Regions from separate parts of the Sus scrofa genome. Here region 2 is linked to region 1. The links are chromatin contacts, called in public promoter capture Hi-C maps. All regions are on one chromosome and are shown on one strand. The core of a region is the stretch at or near the end of the contact, and the rest is flanking DNA. Distances in the headings are between cores, read along the strand shown.

Region 1 (2,700 bases), core at 64-2,563:
GAACAGATCTGCTGAAGGTCAAGTGACCCTTTAAGGGACTGCAGAGGGTTAAGTGGACTTAGGGAGGTGTAGTCACTGGGAATGATCTAGTAGTAACATAGCACTACTAGCAGGTGGTAACAGGTTTTTGTTTTTTTTTTTTTTGGTAATAGTTCTTATCTGTGAATGTCTGGTCTGTGTCAGACTCTGCCCTAAAAGCTTTGTAAACATTACCCATGAAGTAGACCGACCCTATTGTGGCCATTTTACCAAGGAGGAAACTGAGGTTTAGAGATGGAATAATTTATCCAAGTTTACACAGAATCATTCCAGAGCAACAGTGAGAAACATTCTTTCTTCCCTTCTTGGGGATGAACAAGTTAAGTTATTAACAGAAAGGTGGTACAGATTGGGGTGGGGTGGAGTGGGGTGGGAGTGGGAGTGGGAATAGAGGTACTAGAAAGTTAAGTGGGTAGGTAAGGGCTGATCAGGGTGACAGAACAAAGGTAACTGTAACTAAAAAACAGGTAGAAAAAGTCTGGTTAAGGAACAATTTGCATGAACAGCTTTCAGCCTTTGATCATATAAACTTTCAACCTCTCTCACCAGTCACAATGCATCAATAGAGCAGATAAATTTTATGAGGGCCCTTTGCCCACAATAGCAAAAGATGTCTGCCTTTTAATAGCACAATGTTTAAGAAGAAACAAAAAAGAATCAGATTTCAAAAAGAGAACCACAGAACTTCTTAGTTTGGAACCCAGTAACAAACGCAGAGACACGGTGAAGTGCCACTTTTTAACTTTCAGTTAGAGGAAATCCAATTTCCTTGGATTACTTGGAGGAGTAAAAAAATTGCTTGAAGGAACATAAATCCTGAACTGAACTCTTCCACCCTAAAGTGGTGGAATGATTGAGATCTGGCCTACTCAGACTCATCATCCTAAGACAGCGGGGGTGCCCTAACTTTTCACAGTCTAAACACTGATTTCTCTTGGTCCCATATGGCAGGGGGATTCTGTGGGTTTAACGAAAATGGGAATGGTTGGAGCAAAAGCACTCTGTATAGAAAGTAGGACACCACCACATGAGCCCAGGAACTCCGCAACAGAACAGCCTGTCCAGCCAGCACCGGTCACAAAAAAACTACTCTAGACTGAGCCGGGGCTGCTGCCACGCCAGCCGCAGCCACTTGCCCGCTCCCGCAGCGCTTATTGGCTCTCAGCTCCAACGCCGGACCCACAGCCTCTCGCCTATTGGGCAAGGCAGGATTTGGGGCGGGGTGCGGAAGTGAAGGTTTGGGACTACGGAGAGCTGCCTTAGAGGGCAAAGAAGGAGGGGCAGGGGTGGGACAGGGGGAGGGTTTCCCAAGGAGGGGGCGGCTATGGCAGTTGCAAGGCGGCAACGGCGCCAGAGACGGAGCGCGCGCCCGGCTTTGAATGAGCGGGACTGGGACTGAACGGCAGGAGCGCGAGCTCGAGGAAGAGATCGGCAGCGCGCGTGCGCGCGCCTTGTGTGCGCGCGCGGCCCGCGGCAGCTCGGAGCCTCCGCCGGGCGGGCGGGGAGGGGGAGGGGCAGGTGAGTGTGTGCGGCTCGCGCGCTCCCGCGAGGGGCTTCCCTCCCCCACCCTCACCCCGATTCTGACCCGGGCCCTGGGGGAGGGGGAGTGTCCTTTGCCCTTCCTGGGTTAGCCCTCCTTTCTGCCCTGCACTTCGCGTCCTTCCTCCTCCCTTTCGCCCCTCCGCCCAGTTTCCCCCCACCCTAGCCGGCTGCAACTCTGGGGTACTGTTTCCGGGTCAGGTTGACCTCTGGGGTGAGGGAATCGCGACCCGAAGCGGCCGCTGGCGCGCAGCCCTCACCATGCCACGCTCACGCGTGGGGGACTGGCCTGCGGTGCGCCGGCCCAGAAACCCCGGAGCCCCTAAATCTGCCCTCCACAGGGAAATTTTCCCGTTCTTCCTGCCCTTCCTCTACAGGCCTTGCTCCTTCCCTGGCAGATTTTTTCAAAACCCTACTCCCAGCCTTCTGGGCACCCACTAGGAGCAATTAAGAGCGTTTCACAAAAGGCGGTGCGCATGGCGTCGGATTGTGTAACCTGAAATCGCTCCTGTCACTTTTCTCATCTGTACAGTGGGCATGATTTTTTTTTTTTTTTCATCAGACAATTTCAGGTGGGTAATCTGAAGTTAAAGCATTTTGGTTCTAAAACTCCTTACGTTTGAATCTTTCAGGAGACTTTTCTCTGCCTTTGTAAGAGCCTCAGTGGTGTCACGTATTGAGGGCCTGACTGAGTTGTCAGAGATGATCCGGTGTTCCGACTTTACAACCCTCTCTCACATTCTACTTCTAGTTCCCCTTCACTTGCCGCTGCCGAAGTCAGCTTTTTCAAATTTAAGTGAGTTTGGGTAGATTTTATTTTTGGAGGCTTGTAATACACCTTCGCTTACCTCAGAGAGTTACAAGCTTAATTTGAGGATAATCTGTATTGGATCAGATAGTATGGTGTTTCAACATTTTCAAAATCAAAAATACGTTTTAAAGATACAGCAGTGAATGACCTATTTGGTATGTAACAACATAGACCTTGGTTTGGTTTATTTAAGGAATTGTGATGTAGGAACTGTACTCAAAAGATGCACAGTTTACATGGAATGATACAGAAGAAAGATAAATTTAATCTTTCCGTTTCAAATGCAGCATTCTTTAAAATTTTAGGTGAAT
Region 2 (2,700 bases), core at 191-2,690, 160 kb before region 1:
CGCAGGCCAGCGGCTACAGCTCTGATTGGACTCCTAGCCTGGGAACCTCCATATGCTGCGAGTGCGGCCCTAAAAAGACAAAAAAAAACCCAGAAAAAAATCACAACTTCAGTATATTATATGGGACAAGATTTTTCACTTACTTCCGACTTCATAATACTTTTGAATGACATTTTCTACTTTTTTAATACTAAAAGCATTTTAAATATTCTTTTTAGTATCATTTAGCTTATGCCTCATACTCCATTTAAATTCATAAATTTAAAAGCATCTGAAAAAGTCAGCATTTTGAATAAAATTTCATTTAAATTATTTTTAGTGATGTCATCTGAAATTTAATTAAGTTTAATTTGAAAGCACCAGAAAGAAATCAAAACAACTACAAATAGAAATTCCCACATATAAATTTTATTTTTATTGTTGATATTGAAATATATACTTTTACTCATTTCATAGCTAATAATCTAAAGTGAATATTTCCGTAATGCTGCTAAATTATTATGACATGACTATGATTAACCAAATCTCACACAAAAAAATTTTAACTCCAATGAGATAGATATAAACTCCTGAAAAACAAGGAACTAATTTCATTTATTTTACTCATTTTAGTTCTCTTTTCTATTTCTCATCCCCCCACCAATTAGAGTTGTCAGATTTAGTAAAATAAATAAATAAATAAATAAAATACAGAATGCCAAGAGAAATACGAATTTCAGATAAATAATGAATAATTATTAGTGTAAGCATATCCTAAGCGTTGCACACCCTCACTAGAAATTCGCCCACCAATCTGGGCAGTGGAGGGGATCAGAGTCCCCTCCCCGTAGTCCCCCTGCGCTTAGGTGTATGGCCTTAGGCAAGTTACTTAACCTTCACCTTAGTGTAGGGCTTGTAACAATGGGGATAATAAGAAGAGAAACAGTCCTTTAAGTTTGGGAAGGTGCCCAGAGATCAATAAACCTCAGTATGATTGTCAATTAAAGGGACGGCATGAACTTACATGAATCTGAACGGGGTAATGTGCAGGGTTTGTGTATTAGGTGGACCTTGAGGCCCACCTGGGGATGACTAATAACCAAGGCAGACAGGCAGATGAAAGTACACAGGTCCAGCAACGGGGAAAAAAGAAAGAGGAAGGAAAGAAAGGAAGAAGGAAGGAGGGGGCAGAGATGAGGGGGGAGGGAAAAAAAGGCAGAATTGACAGAAATGTTGCCCATGGATGTTTTACAAAAAAAAGAGGGGGTGCTGTTACACCTTTGAAGACAGGTTTGGGGCATTAGCACCAAAGTTTCAGTGTGGAGGTTTAATACAGAGTGGCTGCGGCCCGCGGGCCTCCAGAATGGAGGGGTGTGCGTCTGCGCGCAAGCCCGGGGGCGCAGCGGCTGGCGGGGGCGGGGCGGGTCCTGGGGCGGCAGAGTCTGCGCGCGCGTGGACCAACAAGGCGAGGCGGACGCGCAAGCTAGCGGAGACCGGGCGCTGGCAGCGGACACGAGCGAGCGTCGGGCGTGGACTCTGTTGAACTGGCGCCGCGATGGAACACCTGTGGCTTTGGGGAACTTGGGGCCTTTGGGGGCTGCTGCTGTGCGTCGCGTACCCCCGCACAGGTAACCCAGGTGGGGCGCCAGGGAGGCAAGCAGAAGTCCGTGTAGAAACAACCCCTGCTGCTGGGGTCCCGGTAGAGGCGGCACCGCCTGGCTCCAGCCCTGGAACAGGGCTGCGGATGCGCTGCATGGAGATCCTGGGAACCTGGGGATCAGGGGGCAGGCTAACACTGAGACAGACAGACCCATGCACACAGTCATAGAAAAACAGAGAGATAACTGCTCTTGCCACCAGGGTTGCTGCTTGAATTATGGAACCTCACCCCCTCCATCCCAAGTGACTCAGTTGAAAAAGAACCACATTTGGCTGCGGGTGGGATACACAACCGAAGTCCTTTTCTCACTCTTCTTGGGTCCCTTCTCCACTCAGGGAGGACAACGTCTCCAACTAGGACAGGAATGGAGCTTTGTGGCAGGTGTCAGTCATTTCCAGGGGCAGCTGTCCTGTGCCTTCAAAGTAATACCCAGGAGAGGGCTGGGGAGACACTGATAAGATAAGAAATTGGAGTTGTCCATGGAGATAACAGGGAGGATAAACCTGAGATAGGTGAGGAGCAGTGTCTATGAGATAGGATCCAGCTCCCTCGCTGGAGTTTCCTACTCTTGGCTGTGGGCTGCTCATAGTTACAAATGTGCGCCAAGCAGGAACAGCCTTGGAGCTCTTGGCAAGGACAGACCTGAAGCAGCGTCATTGGGTGTGTGTGTGGGGTTGGGGGTGGGTGAGGGCAGGTAGCCTTCTTTATGATGGAGAGCTTTGCCATTGTAGGTGAAATCCACCCTAAGCTTTTCTCAGGCAAGAATGAACTAAGTCATGATTTCTTTATCTCATACATCCATTGCAGTTTCTGTGGCTTTTCTTTGTGCCCCCACTTAAATTCTTCCACCTATTCTGAGAATTTGCTGCTGGGTTTAATAATTACCACATTTGCATAGTTGAAGCAGAAAAGTCCTTCTTTGTTTTAGCCACTGTATATCTTTGTTTTAAAGCATTAATTTCAGTTTTTCAGAGAAGCTGCTCACTCAGCAGAGGCTTCCCTTTAGCTTTCCCACAGTGGGTTAGGTCTAGCTGATTCTTGTTTGCTCTCCAGATGCAGCA

The links. Promoter capture Hi-C pulls out the DNA fragments that hold promoters and counts their contacts.
Region 2: a contact with region 1 is called in a promoter capture Hi-C map of fetal liver, with 2.1 times the contacts expected there. The contact joins the promoter of PKHD1L1 here to the promoter of EBAG9 in region 1. A contact is called at or near these places in 1 of 5 promoter capture datasets (fetal liver), 1 of 47 Hi-C or Micro-C datasets (embryonic fibroblasts) and 2 of 2 datasets of contacts at active chromatin or transcription factors (alveolar macrophages and skeletal muscle).

What each region holds. Positions count from the first base shown.
Region 1 is chr4:28,012,583-28,015,282 of Sscrofa11.1, reverse strand. It overlaps EBAG9 (receptor-binding cancer antigen expressed on SiSo cells), which reads left to right and starts at 1,313. Exons shown (of 7, transcript XM_013988048.2): 1 at 1,313-1,557.
Region 2 is chr4:28,175,071-28,177,770 of Sscrofa11.1, reverse strand. It overlaps PKHD1L1 (fibrocystin-L), which reads left to right and starts at 1,440. Exons shown (of 82, transcript XM_021089012.1): 1 at 1,440-1,607. The coding sequence starts at 1,535.